2 separate regions of the Anas platyrhynchos genome follow, and region 1 is linked to region 2. The links are chromatin contacts, called in public Hi-C maps. All regions are on one chromosome and are shown on one strand. The core of a region is the stretch at or near the end of the contact, and the rest is flanking DNA. Distances in the headings are between cores, read along the strand shown.

What was found. Hi-C and Micro-C count contacts between places; a contact is called where the count stands out from the background.
Region 1: a Hi-C map of subcutaneous adipose tissue shows a contact between it and region 2, with 2.8 times the contacts expected there. The contact joins the promoter of PMPCB here to the enhancer-like site in region 2. A contact is called at or near these places in 2 of 8 Hi-C or Micro-C datasets (small yellow follicle and subcutaneous adipose tissue).

The regions. Positions count from the first base shown.
Region 1 is chr1:13,252,735-13,255,434 of IASCAAS_PekinDuck_T2T, reverse strand. PMPCB (peptidase, mitochondrial processing subunit beta) reads right to left here and starts at 1,411. Exons shown (of 13, transcript XM_027459487.3): 1 at 1,252-1,411; 2 at 1-109. The coding sequence starts at 1,341.
Region 2 is chr1:12,976,968-12,979,714 of IASCAAS_PekinDuck_T2T, reverse strand. The region is part of intron 19 of GSAP (gamma-secretase activating protein); the gene reads right to left. Among named protein-coding and RNA genes, the nearest start is that of GSAP, 29 kb to the right of the region's middle. Within about 2 kb of position 1,289, at least 1 of the 8 cell types and tissues checked has an H3K27ac peak or open chromatin away from gene starts, as enhancers often do. A contact at or near this core is called in subcutaneous adipose tissue, where this site is marked.

The DNA.
Region 1 (2,700 bases), core at 162-2,661, 280 kb before region 2:
CTACTTGCAAGCCATTTTCCAGAGGACTCACCCTAGTTTCAGGAACATTTAAGACTACTTCTGTTGCTGCCTTGGAAACTCTGAACCTGCCTGTTCCTACATGTACAGACTGTAAGAAAAAAACATCAGTCATGTATACACTGTAAGTTATATCCTAGTATGCACTTCCAAAAATGTATTCCTGAACTTAAATGTAAGTTCAGAAATCTATTTTAAAGCATGCATTTTCAAAAATATTTTTTACACAGAGTTATTTGCCAATATTTAATTTGGGAATACATTAACTGACTTCAGAAAAAAAAGAAAAAAAACAAACATGAAAACAATGAAAATGGAGTAGACTTCATCTCCTTCCCTACAACCAACTGTTCTGGCAGAAAACCTGTAGGAACTTGAATATGTCCTTTAGCATCTGAAATCTTTTTGGGTACCTGTTTTCTAATGTGAATGGAGATCCAATGCAAGGAATTATGTCAAGGACTGCAAACTGGGGGTGTTTATTCTGGAGCAGAGGAGGCTCAGGGCAGGCCTTATTGCTCTTTGTAGCTACCTGAAAGGAAGGTGTGGGGAGCTGGGGGTCGGCCTCTTCTCACAGGGAACTGGTGACAGGACCAGAGGGAATGGCCTCGAGTTGTGCCAGGGGAGGTTCAGGCTGGCAATGAGGAGCCATTTCTGCTCAGAAAGAGCAGTCAGGCACTGGGACGGGTTGCCCAGGGAGGTGGTGGAGTCACCGTTCCTGGGGGTGTTCAAGGAGAGGTTGGACGTGGTGCTTGGGGACATGGGTTAGTGGTGGCATTGGTGGTAGGGGGTGGTTGGACCCGGTGATCTCGGAGGGCTTCTCCAACTTTAATGGTCCTGTGATTCAAAACAGGGGCAGCTATGGAGTCAGACCCGTTTGCTCAGGGGAGGGTGGCTTTTGGTGTTGTTTATTTATTTATTGACTGGAGTCTGCAGCAAGCCCTGGGGCTCGGCACCCCTCAGCCCGGCGCTGCCCGGTCCCCATGAGGGGGCAGCCGCCCCCCTCCCGCCTCCCCTCAGCCGGGCGAGGACTACAGCTCCCGCCATGCTCAGCGGCAGCCGCACGCACTGCCCCCCCGCTAGGACTACAATTCCCAGCGTGCACCGCGCCGCCTCCAGCAAGACCACCACCCCCCCGCCGCCCCCATCGCGGCCTCCCGAGCGCCAGCGCGGGCAGCCACCGAGACGCTGGGGCCCTCCGTGGATCCCCCCCGTCCTCGCCCCGCCGCCTACCCGGTTCCCCGGGCCGGGCGATCGCAAAAGGCGAGGACGCCAGGGCAGGAAGAGCCGCCGCACTGCTAAGCGAGCTGTAGGCGCCGCCATTTTGTGTGGTGGCCGGGCGCTTCCGGCGGGAGCTGCGCAGGCTCCCCTCAGCGCTCCCCTCAGCGCTCCCCTCAGCGCTCCCCTCAGGCAGCGCCGATACTTCCGCAGCTGTCACTGGTCATGTGTCCACCCTGTCGCTGTCCCTTGCTTTGTCCTCAATAAATTAAGAGATTAAAACAATTAAAAGCTGTCTCCTCGTCTCTGTCTGCCCTTTTTCTAGCCCTCGCGGGGGTCCCGGCGGCTGAGGGGGGTAGCCCTGGGGAGTGGGCGAGTTGGTGCTCTCTTCAGGAGCGCGGCTCCCCCTGCAATTCGTGTTTTCGGTGGGAAGTGCCAGCAAACAGCCTTCAAACTAATGGTTAATTGTAAACTGCCACAAAATAGGCCTAAGTGACAAGCACTCTGCTCTTCTAATGCTACTCCCAGAACAAGACAGTTGAGGAAAGTCAGTTTTCTTCCTAAAAGACCGCTGTCAGCTTCACTACATTCAAAGCTGTGTGTTTTACTAGTCAGTCTGTGCTCTGCTGTGGGTAGAGCTTTACACCTGCTGAGGTTTGCTGAGCCTCCTGTTGCCATGTGGGATTCAGTTAGGATAGGCCACTTCAGCATTTCCCATCATTTTCCATTAGACAGAATGAAGCTCACAAGGGAAATCCAGTTATTTAGATAATAATCTAAAGTCTTGTTTTATGAAGTATTCTGGACGTATGGAATGTACCCAAAAGACCGGACTGCTAGGAATAGGACAGCTTCATCTGCACCAATAAACACGATGCTCTGCCAAGGCCAGCTGGCAGGGAGCAGCCCTGCGAGCAGTCCCATGTGCTCTGGCTGCTCAGTGCCAGGCACGGCTTGCAGGAGTGGTACCAGAGCCAAACGAGGGCTGGGAAGTGTTTTAGCCTTGTACTGGTACAGGGAATCTCACTGCAGTGCCAAAGATCGTTCCTGGGCATGCTTTGAGTGTGTGAATTAGATAAACATGCAGAGTCATGCAGAAAGCAGTGCTGTCAGTCTCCACTTCCTGTTCAATTTTTTTTTTTTTTTTCTGCTGGAGATAAGTGATTTTTAATGGCTAATCAAATACTCCCTCAAAAATGAGGTGAGATGAGAGGTGAAATACCACAGAGGGTCTGAGTCCCTCTGTGTTAAATGCAACACACGTGGAAACAAAATGCTATTTCTAAATAAATAAATAAATAAAATCTGTACAACACTCAATGAGGGAAGCACTAGGTTTTGGTACTACTTTCCAAACTCAGGATCTCCCCCCCGCCTCAGACAGCAGCTCAGTAGTTGTGACAACCTCTGCCTCAGTACAGACACTACAGAGCTTTTCTACTGCTGTCTTGCTCTGCTCCAGAA
Region 2 (2,747 bases), core at 40-2,539:
TACCTATCTCATTAAAGAATTTGAGAGAACTGTGACAAATGTAGCTTCATAGTAAACAAAGTGAAAAAGGTTAAAAAAAAAAATCAGCTCCACTATTTTTTTCCAATAATTTTATTTCCTTAATTTGATGGCAGGGGTAGCACTTACCTAAACTTGAACTCAAGATTTGGTGCCTGTAATGCAGATACTTAGCCACCTTAGAATCCTACGAAGCCACTGCAAAGATGCAGGGACTTCCAGGTCATAACCTGAACTGCTTCTGCTGGGAAGAACTACACCTCAAACTACACTGGCTATACTATCTAGAGTTCCACTTGACTGTACGAGGATCCTTTAAGAGGAGCCTTAGGCAGCTAATTCAGATGTGAGAGCTCACCTTTGGCCAAATAAATCCCACCCTGGGTTTCCGTTAGTTCCAAACAGAAAAACAACACCACGACCCTGGCATCTGGAGGCTTCCACTACTTTCAATCTGCTTAAATACTTCCATTGCAAACACTCATTTGCCAGCCTCAAGTAACAGCACCTCATCCCCAGAAAAGAAACAAGATCCATACGTCTCCATAGCAATTCCAAAGCCTTTGACTCTAATGCTGAAATTAATTTAAACTCAACTGTGAACAGGCAGGAGGAAAGAAAAAAAAAACAACTCAAACACACTGGTTTCCTGAGCTAGCTCTTGGACAGGGTATAAAGATTTGAGGCCTCTATTTATAAAGTGAGAGCAATGTGATCTTTGCTGAGGAAGAGGTGAGACGAAGGCACTTCTTTTTGGCAGATTTTGAAAAACAAGTGATGGCACTAACAGTTCTTGCCCCTGGTATATACATCTACCTTCCTAATACAGACATCACAGCAGTGACATTTGAAGGCAGAAAGTTTTTGGAATTGCACAGTTCACAATGTTCCTCTGGCTTGCTATACTGTGCTGGATTTTGCCCTCTTCCCCACTTTTCTACAATGACAATAACAAGAAAACCTCAGAAGCCCTTAAAAACCACTTCCTACTATAAACTACAATTTGCCAAGGAAAATAAAACGCAGAGACTCAATTCTGCTAGCCACTTCCCTCTTGCCACCAGTGCTGATTAGTGTTTTATTGTTGTAGATGCAGCAGAAAATGTACTTTTTGCTTCGTGTTACATAAGCAGCTGGAAAGTAGGAGTGCATATGGCACCATATGTTCACCCTGCTGGAGCCAACCACCAAGATCTACAAGCTAGCACTGCAGTACGTTGCCTGAATGCTACCAACGGGAAATCAGAGAAATACCAGGAATATAGTGTAAGGGTATCATCTAGTGACCACTTCATGCAATTGCGACAGCAACACCACAGCAAAATTGCATTCAGGCCATGGTGAATGTTGTTTGATGTGTGGTAGGAGGGGAAGCAAGACAGCAAGTTTCTTTAATATATTGAGTCTGTAACAGGAAGCGGTAGACTTCAGAATTAAAAGCAGACACCACTGAAAACCTGCACTGTATTACATCTCATTAAGAAGTCAAAAAGATCACTTGAATCTGTTATTTCCTGATGATCATCAGGCCAATGACAGGAAAGAAGAGACCCCTTTGTCTTAGGTGGTTATTTTGCTGACATTTTTGGAGAGTCAAATTCATATCTAAGTATGGACACCTAAAAGACACTGTGCTACCAGAAGTCAAAGTCAGGGCTTATAGTTTGCAATCCATAAGCAAGTGCCATAAAGCCTTTCATAAGAAGCTTTGCTTTAAATGAAGATGAAGACAGCTCTCTGCTATACCTGTGTGAAGGGCTGAAAGATGCCGATAACCTTTAAGAGGCACCTGTGCTCACCTGGGGAACCCTAGTGACATGGTCACCCAGCAGTGAAGGTGTGGAAAGCACCACATCACTAACCATGCAGCTGCACACACCATAAAACTTCACTTTTTGCCTCAGTGACTCAGCACAAGATGGATAGGCTGCTATCCATCTTTTCCTGTGCTGAGCTCCCTGGCAATAGCTTGCACTACACATCTTCACTCTTCTGGATTTCCTCCCATTTTCTTCCCTTCTTCCTCCTGCCCTTTTCTTCTCCCCTTCTGATCAAACCAACTGCCCCCCTTCAAATTTGGTTTCTGTGTTTAAAAAGAAGAAACAGACCTGTATTAATTTCAATCTTCATGTAAAGTTTTTCATCAATCTGACTCTGACCATTGCCCTTTTCTCACCTATTCTCTCCATATCTCTTGCTGAACAGGAATTTAGTGATAAAATATACCTTTACCCAAATAGCCCAATTTTTTTCTGGTGAATACGGATATAGTCCTCCCAAAGGCTCTCAACAGTTCATTGCCTTGAGTAGACCAAAAAGCTTCTCAAGTCAACAATTTGTCATTGTTTCTATGAAATGCTGTCAGATCTATTGCAGAAATAACATTAAAGACCTAGATTCATCACCTAGGTCTGAATTCATGATGCCAACAACATGCACGGAATGAAATTCCACCAGCTGAGCAGCTGAACTTGAGCTCTGGTGGCTCTGCATCACTGGAGTACAAAGCTGGCAAAGCATTAAGCCTTACCTTGTGTACCATCATCATTGTCCTCACTCGGGAGTCAGAGAGAGTTGCAGTCAAAAGTAGCAGGAAATATTTGTCTTTAGTTCAACTCTGACCTTTTCAATCTGTTTAGGTTTCAGACAGAAATAGGAAATGAGTTCCACAATCAGGAAGTATAGCTGCTAAAGGCATTTGCCCCCAGGGGCTTGAGGTTCAATCTCAG